2 separate regions of the Triticum aestivum genome follow, and region 1 is linked to region 2. The links are chromatin contacts, called in public Hi-C maps. All regions are on one chromosome and are shown on one strand. The core of a region is the stretch at or near the end of the contact, and the rest is flanking DNA. Distances in the headings are between cores, read along the strand shown. Region 1 holds the start of LOC123085764 (proteoglycan 4). Region 2 holds the start of LOC123085762 (protein PHOSPHATE STARVATION RESPONSE 1).

What was found. Hi-C and Micro-C count contacts between places; a contact is called where the count stands out from the background.
Region 1: a contact with region 2 is called in a Hi-C map of leaf, with 2.9 times the contacts expected there. The contact joins the promoter of LOC123085764 here to the promoter of LOC123085762 in region 2. A contact is called at or near these places in 2 of 5 Hi-C or Micro-C datasets (both in leaf).

Annotation. Positions count from the first base shown.
Region 1 is chr4A:176,644,902-176,649,422 of IWGSC CS RefSeq v2.1, reverse strand. It overlaps LOC123085764 (proteoglycan 4), which reads left to right and starts at 3,228. Exons shown (of 11, transcript XM_044507465.1): 1 at 3,228-3,414; 2 at 4,207-4,344; 3 at 4,515-4,521. The coding sequence starts at 4,274. LOC123085766 (a long non-coding RNA gene) reads left to right here. Exons shown (of 5, transcript XR_006439876.1): 3 at 391-677; 4 at 799-873; 5 at 984-1,832.
Region 2 is chr4A:176,306,215-176,310,702 of IWGSC CS RefSeq v2.1, reverse strand. LOC123085762 (protein PHOSPHATE STARVATION RESPONSE 1) reads right to left here and starts at 1,868. Exons shown (of 8, transcript XM_044507462.1): 1 at 1,762-1,868; 2 at 1-354. The coding sequence starts at 300. LOC123085760 reads left to right here and starts at 2,706. Exons shown (of 6, transcript XR_006439873.1): 1 at 2,706-3,310; 2 at 3,670-3,784; 3 at 3,881-3,932; 4 at 4,254-4,376; 5 at 4,474-4,488.

The sequences.
Region 1 (4,521 bases), core at 1,979-4,478, 340 kb before region 2:
ACACCAGTGTTCCATATTTTACCGTACTACTATTTTTTGCTATGTACTTTATTATAACGGTTTCCTTCACATACTTCCAGTTTGCAACTTCGGTTATACTAATGTTACAAACACAAACAAATAAAAATACTTGGTTGTACTTGAATTTTGTGTTTGTTGTCCCTCCTTTTTCATTTATCTAAACTGCAATGGACTCCATTATAAACACTGAAGCAGTGTACAAAGCTATCACTGAAGCACTATATAAAGCTATCACATTGCTATTCCATTTTTGCTGAAGTGTTTTTTCAACCACAACTTAGTTCTGTACTTCTTGTTAAAAATATCCACCCGGTGATTTTTTTATATCTTCATAATAATACCTATCCTCTAATTGCTGGTGCGCTGTAGTGAGATTCAAATTTGGAGCAATACATCTTGCCCAGTTTCACCTGTGGAAACCCTCTTTTAAGGTCAAGATCCCTACAAAGATCAAAATGATAGAAGGTCCGGTGTGCTGGCGCTAATGCAAAGCGTGGCGCAGATGGGCTGGGTCCTCGGCCCATCGTCCTCATTGTCTGCGCCTACATCACCTACTACATCGTTGTCCTCATCTCCGACTACTACCGCTCGCCGGAACCCATCCATGGCAAACGGAACTATACACATGTACATGGCCGCCGTCCGCTCCTGCCTCGGTAACAAATAATCCTGAAATTAACTTCTCCTGGCATGTATGGATGGACATTGGCAGCATGCATGCATGTCTGTTGTTAGGCAGAATAAATGGGTCTCACACTCTTGATCATGTCCATGCAGGGCCTAGAGATGTAGCTGTGTGTGGCAATGCACAGTACACAGTTGTCTATGCATCACAGTTGGCACGGGCATCATGTAAGCACAGGCAGTTTTACTATTTAAGCCTCTTTTACTTCTGAATATCTGTAAATATTTTGTTCATAAAAGTCATGGACTAAAAGAAGTTCCTTGCCTTGAGAGTGCAGGTCTGTGGTGCCCAGCAACTGCCGCCATTAAAAGGGCCACGACGCGAACTGCAGCAGGATGGGGCGATGTACCTGGTGATGTTCCGCCTTGTCGAGCTCGTCCTCTCATAGTTCCCGGGCCTGGAGATCGGCCACCTTTGTCTCCATCATCGCCGTTATCATGTCCTTCACCTACTCCTTCATCGCGTTCTTCCTGAGTGTGCGACCTGCGCGCAAGGATAGGCCAGTGGCGGTGTACAGCCACTTGCATCGGTCGGCGGCCAAACGAAGGAGCGGTGGGTGGTGACCTGTGCGTAAGGAGAGGCCGGCCAGCGGTGGCGGGGGCGGAGGCCAACACAGATCAATGGCGACAAGGGAAAGAGAGGCAAGGCAAGCATCGACGGTGGCGGGGGAGGAGGGTCAGGCGGCGACCCTCGAGGGAGTAGGAGCATCCGGCGGGCAGAGGCAGGTGGCATGCGTCGCGGGGTAGTTGTTTTGAGGCGATTTGATTGCGATCAGTTTCCTGTTTTTATGGCTTGCGTGATCGTAGGGCTTGCAGAGGTGGGACGGTAGAGTTTTCGTCCGCCGAGGAAAATTGCTAAGCGCAGTTTTGCCTGAGGGTTAGTCTAATCTTAATGGTTAGATCTAATTAAGTAATCTGATCATGAGGTTGTAATTGGTCCATGATGTTTTGTGTAGCTTAGGCTAGGTGCACTTAGCAATGAATATGTTTGCTTGTTTAATAGTAGTATAGATAATGTCCATTACGCCAACATAAACATCCATGTACATATACGATGTAGTAGTATACGCACAAACCACACGCATCTTTCGGCTGCTCCTTCAATACGATGCTATCACAAACGCAAACGGTGGGTTTTGGGTGTCCTTGTGGCTTTGACCATAAAATCACGATCAAATCGATGTGCAGATAATTTTTCCACCAATTGACCTGCAATTACTGGGGTTTTAGAGTTTGGTGTTTGAATTTGTTGAACACATAATTTACCTACAAGTTCAAGGTTCTGTACTATGAACTACTCATTCCTTTTTGGTTTACAGAGCTTAATTCAAAAATCTCACCAATCAAGGTAGATGGTGAGTGGTGGAATACTTTTTGTAGTTTGCAAAACACACAATTAATGCTTTTGTTTTTCTCAAAAAATTATGTTTACCAATGTATTAATTGCAATACATGCATGCATAAAGTATATGTATTGGTCAATTTTCTTTTAATACTTGCATGTAATGATTTAATATATTTTGGAATTTGAACATGTGACGGGGAACAACCAAATTGAGCCTTATAAAATGAAAAAACTAAAATTTTGAGATAAGATCTATAAACCGGAAAAGAGGGAGTATGAATCTAATTGCTGCTTAAGGCTAGCCATAGTGGGCGTAACTTAAGTACTACCTCTCTCTCAGTTTACAGGGCGTGTGCGTGCCCCTAGGTCGTCAATTTGACCAACCTAATACACGTCATATATTATAAAAAGTATATCAATATAAACTTCAGATGTTTTATTTTCAAACCGTATAATTTTTGTGTTATGTAGTTTATATTAAGGTGATAAAATTGACAATCTAGGTATACGCGTAGGACTTGTAAACTGAAACGGAGGTAGTAGTAACATAGCACACCCCAAGAAAAAATTGCTTATGTGGCATGGAGTTAATAATGAGAAAAGAGATGCTTGTGGTAATATAATATGTTACTGTAACATAACACACCCCGAGGTAAAATGAGTCTATATCTCAATTAAGAAAGACTTACATGTTATCATCCATATGTTACTACCTACTATAAAAATAGTAACATAGACTAGTAATATATACATGCCATTAGTCCAAGTTACTCACCACTATGCCAACCTAAGTTTAGTCATTCTACACAGAATAATGCTAATTACTCAACATTCTCCTTGCCGGATATTCTCCATCGCATGTGCTTTAAATTTGAATGATGCAATCCCCAATACTGTATTATTGTTACTATTCATTTCAATATTTCGTCGGAATTGTCAATCAGATTTCTTAAACAAAAAAGAAATCAGCGCGCGCAAAAGCGGAGTACGTTTCCTACCTATAATTCCCCGGAAGGGCGTTATGGTAAATTCTCCCGACGCGTCCCACCGACCGACGGCCTCCTTTTGAAACCGCAAGCGCACTCCACGGGTACACAAAACACCAGGCCAGTGGCGGGACAGTAAATAAGTGCAATACCCAGTGTCAGTTCCTCAACTGGCCCTCAGTCATTTAAACCCCGCATTCCGCAGTTGTGCCTTCTCCTGGCGTCCATTCCCCCACTCGCTGCTGCAACTGCAACTGCCCCCAGCGAAAAAAGGAGCGACTCACGGAACAAAAATTCTCCATCACTTCCGAGCCCTCGATCCAGTCGGCGCGGCGCCGGATCGAATGCGGGAGGCGGAGGCCGCCGCCGCTTGATCTGGTGAGGCATTCGTCTGCCCTGCCTTAGTTTTCTCGGGTGTTTTTGCTGCGGTCTCCTCGGACCTGGGTGGGGGTGGCTTGCTTGAGCTCGAAGCTTGAGGCAGTGGGTCGGTGAGCGGGCGTTGTCGCCTCCAGAATCTGGATCCGCCTTCTTCCGTTCTGTTTTTTGGCGAGCCATAGGAGCCAGGAATCAGTGGAGTTGGCCTGCCTGGATCTCTAGGGCTTTGGATTTTTGTCTGCGAGGGATTTTGGGGTTTTGGATCCGGGAGCCCCCGCGGGCTCCAAACTTTCGATCGCTTAGAAACCCTCCATTTCGGATTCAATGCGTCCAGTGCTTAGTTTGGTAGCTCTGATGATGAAGGATCTGCACTGATGGTACTAGAATTTTGTCTTTTGGGTTTGAATTGTATCTGCTTTTCTGCTTCTCTGATCTATGAATCTGATTGCGTTAACTAAGGAAATTGAGGCATACTACACTCGTACCACATGCTATTTTACCGCTATAGAAGCCTATAAGTTTGTCTGTGCTGTGGGAACATAATCGAGCGGAATGAATGACTTAGGTGTGGAGTTGGTTCGGTGATACATGCACAATCAGTTTGCTCTATGCTTGGTTGGTACCCTCATGCTGAAAAGTAACCTGCATATTTGGGCATGGAACATTTAATCACTTATTATTATAGATGTTGACATATTAGCGTTTCTGACCTTGGCAGTAGCATTATCTCTCTTCTTTGTTATCTGTTTCCTTTTGCAAGGTTGGTGACGTTTCTGCTGATATTCCCGTTGACAGGTATTTGAAGTGGACAAGGAGCAGATACGATCTATAGAGGGTTGCTGTGCTTGTAGTTGTGGGCAAAATGGAGGGGAGAGTTGCTGGCGACGTGGAGCTTGATTCTGCAGTGTTCCAAGTGTCATTGACCAAGAACAGGTGAAGCACTCTGTTCACCGTGATTGAGCTTATGAAGTGTGCTTCAGATTTTCGTCGCTGCATTTGGCTGAAAACTGTTTCATGGATATGCCATATTGAGTCTTTTATGATTCACAATCTCTGATATAAATTCTGACCCGCCCAGTATTGTGAAACCTTTCCTTCATCAGGTATGAG
Region 2 (4,488 bases), core at 619-3,118:
AGCAACCATAGACTGCCTCTCATGGTTAGGCGCAGAATCCAGAGGATTAGGTGAGTATCCTAATGAGGCTGCATATGATGATCTCATAGCACCAGCTCTTGGGTGCAAAGTAGCAGATGGAAGTGCACTCTGATGTAAGGGCACAAGATCACTCGTCAGTTGCCTTTGCATCGGAGTGAGCTGCGGATTGTAAGGCCCATGGAAGGTTTCTTTCAGAGAATTTGGCAGAATAGGTAAAGAGGATGACATTCCTCCAGAAACCCTGCTGTTGTGAGACTGTCTCAGATCACACCTCCTCATCAAGAATTGTGCACAAGCGTTGTGTCTTTCCCATAAATTGATTTTGATATGTTCCTACAGAATAACCTTAGCACAAATGTTAATCCATTAATCTACCACAGGTTAAGAAATGAAGAGTTAATAAAGGGAACCTATGGTTACACCGTACGAATTGTAACCATCATAAACATAGGCAACTGTAGCTATATCAAGCATGCATATCTGCACCCTGAAATCAACCATGAGTAAGTAACAATCTAACTAGTGTGATCAGGATCTCACGAGCAAAAAAACAAAGAAATGGCAACATCATAAAACGTGTTAGCAAGAGTCATAAAGTTGCGTACTGGTGGCCAGCAACATATTAAATTATTAATATATCATTTGTCCTTCTCCTTCTTCTCTAAGCCATATTTTTGTCTACTCCAATGACAGATCACAAGATAAATTATGAGAAAGAATACTAGGCCCTCAATTAGTATTACCATTGTGATGCTTCAAAAAAAAGTAATAGAACAGAAGCAGATTAAACCACATTGCAATCCCAAAGGAGCGCTTTTTTTACCATCTCTCAAGTGTAAAGTCAATACTTCCTTTGAAGCTAGAAACCGGGTCATGTTTCTGCATAGACACACGCATGCAGGATCCTCTAGAGAAGACGCTACCATACGTATGTCCTGATGTGGGGCAATGACCATCTTTCTACCATCGATAACGCAACTTTTATTCACGCTCTGAAGCTTCATAATACAACAACAAATGCCCTTTTTCAACAGAAAAACAAAAGAAAATGGCAGGTTTCTATTCACTGTGCAATCTATGTATGACACCATATATATATAGTCAAACAAGGAAACACATCTTGGTACGCATGTGGTACTATGTGCTATTAACTCGCAGGATGACAGGCACTGTCTAAAGCCCATACAGGAGGATCTGAATTAAACCCCAGGGGACAGGCAACTGTAGGCAGAGGGGGCAGGACAATCACAAGGGCACCTAATTCTCCCATAACACCTCCCACAGCTCCCAGCCCCACCAAATCCCCAATCATTTTCCGTACCGGCAACATCACGTACTCCCACAACTCACGAGCACGTGTGCCACCACCGCTCCTCGCAAAACTCTCACCTAGGACCCCCGCACCAGCAAAGCATGTCGCGATCAGAACCCTAGAGAAACCCTGTGTGCCCGCCCCCCGCCCCCCGCCCCCGCGCGCGCTCTCCTCCGCTCCTGTCCCGTCGGTCCGATTCGCCTCCGCGGAGCCGATCACGCCGACACGACGAGCTAGGAAGCGACGGGCGAGCTAGACGGCGTGGATTGGACCTGGAGAGAGGAGGGGGGGATTCAGGAATTGGGGGAGAGACGGCCAGTCCGTACCTGGGTTGGGTTGTGAGGAAGCTGCTGGATCGGTGCGGCTTTGGGGGGAGGAGATGACAGCAAGGGGGAATTCTGGCTGGGGAGAGAGAGGGGAGGAGGAACCTGGTGCGCACAAGAGGAGGACGACGCCCACCAGTTGCCGGGGGGAGGCGCACCGCGCACCCCCACCGCACCATGGGCGCGGCTTTTTGCGGATAGGCCCCTTCGGCCGCCCTGCGGCCAACTTGGACGGCTAGGATGGTGTGTGTGGCCCACTTTGATGTGATTGCACCGCGGTTTCTCCTTGGCCCAGGCCTAGTTTAGAAACACGGTCTTTTCCGGAAAACGTAGCAATGTCAGATTATGCGCTGCGTGCAAAGCTTAGGGCAAAGTAAATTCTAAAGGGCGTCTTCAAAGCGTGCGGAAGATCATGTTTTCAATTTTAAGTGATCACATAGACTATTGAATCGAAAACAGTGCACAAAGACATTTGACGCTGATGGTCTAAATTTCATGTTTTAACCATTTTCTGAAACTTAGGGCCCGTTCTAAAGTCCTCCCAACTCTCTCAACTCTAAAAATTCTGCTTCTCAACCTAACTTCTCGCTCCACGCAGCAATTCATGTCCGTTCTGCACTGAAAACAGCTTCTCCATCGCCAACTTGGACTTCCTGCGAGTGTTGCGCCATGTTGGGTTGGATAAAAGTCGTTAAATGGGCTGCATGCAGCCCAAAATGGAAGGAGAGACACGCTGAACATGTTTCCACGAGATGAAAAATGGGAGAAGAGAGATGAAACGAACCGTTTTCTTGACTTGGGGGTGGCAACCTTTGTAACTTCAGCCAACTCCAAGCTTCTGTGGATTGTGAAGTTACGATTCCCCAACTTCTCAAACTCCTTCGTATCTACTACCACTATAAAAAAAAAGAGGGCGAAGAACCAAATCATTCTATGCATCAAAACCTACGATCTGATGGTCTACATCCCTCCAGAATACTAAACGCGTTTTAGGCTTTAATTACCCACCATGCCATTAGCTGCTAATGACCCCTTTCAAGAAAAGAAAAAATGTTGTAGCCCACGTCTTCATCAAACTGCACGCACGACGCCACTCCTCTGCTACCGACGCATCGCAGGGGCCGGGGCCGCCGTCCCGCCCGCCGCTCCTTCTCTGCTGCACCACAGACGCTAGCGCGGATCGCCGTCGCCGCCCGCCGCTCCTCCTCTAATTCTAGACGGACGCGAGCTCGGATCGCCGTCGCCTCCTCCGGCCGCTCATCCTCTGCCGCCCCATGGTCTCGACGCCGGAGGCTCTCCTATTGGTCGGATGCTGCCCCCACGGATGCGAGCTCTCGCCGCTCCTCCTTTTCTGCCCCACGGGCTCGCCGCCGACCGCTCTCCCTTCGTCGGTTGCTGCTCTATACGCCCATAGCCGTAATTGCGGAACGCGCCGCCGATTCTCTGCGCTGGAAGATCAGGGGAAGGCTCTCCTCTGCATCGGATCTGGCATCCTGAGCCTTCCAATGATCGGATCCGGTGAGATTTGCCACCTCCTGCTATCGTCCATGTGTAGCTCGTCGACTTCACCCAGGATGGCCACCAAGACGAGTCGACGACCTCTGCCTCATAGCTGTCTTCCCCGAGAGCTGACGCTGTCTCCATGCCGCACGAGGTTGCCGTTGCACCCACCACACACTTAGCATCGTTGATATTCTATATGTAACTCATCAATTGATAGATTTTCTCCCTGCTGTGACTTGCATTTTTCTACATTGCTTCGTATTAAGTTGATTGGGACTATTTGATTGAATAACAAATAGTAAACAACCTCTGTCGCTGATCAATTCATGGAACGATTATCACATGTGGCAAACTGAATTGCATTCTCAATACACAAGGGAAGTGCAAGCAGTATGTGGAGGGTCAAATTATTCATTACCTGCAAGTTATAAATTTATAATGCTAACACACTGTGTTTTGCTTTTATAACTTGCAAGTTGCAAGTGTTAACCCTAGAAAAACGATTTGCAGGTGGACATCTGCAGTAAATAATCAGGTGTTTCCTCATTATCAAAGTCAATGCTCTGTGAGTGTGCAGCGAGTGCGTGTGAATGTGCCGATGCGAGGTAGTGGAGGGTTCAGCAAGGTTCAGTTTCGGCTCCAATTTGTTTTCAGAATCATCTTCTAATGACTAATCTAATGGTCCTTTCTTATGTAGTTAACAAATTATATTGCCTTGTAGCTTTTTAACAAATTGGCTGCTACGAAGACCGGTTGCTTCAAATTTTGTTTTGGTATGTGCTTTGACTGATTATCTTAATGCCAGTACTTCTTGATTTTCACTCCATATATGAAATTGTTTAGCTAGCTCTTGATCAATATCCTTCAGTACACCTGCAATATTGATGGACACTAAGTACTACTGCCAATCATCAATGTAAACTATTCCAACTCTATATTAATTCAGAAAATAATCAGATACAAAATAATCGATTTAAAAATAAACTGCAAAACTTGTAAGTTTAGGAAATTATGTTGTTTTAATCTTTGCACTAAGAGTTTCCAGGCCTATATTGTTATAGGTATTCTTATTCTGGTTGTACACTGAAATTTAGGTGCTTTTGGAGATTTGATTGTACAAGAAAATGATCTACCTTGCAATATCATTTTTCTTGCAAATGAAGAAATTCAGAGCATCTAAGTCTTAAATGTATCTGCTAAATCCTTTATGTTGTCCGGTAAGTTGAAATGTGCATAACTTAATTATGTGATTACGGGCTCGACGCTCTTCACATTGCTTGAGAATCTGATCAGCACCACTCCGACATGCATCAGGAAGTCAACGAACAA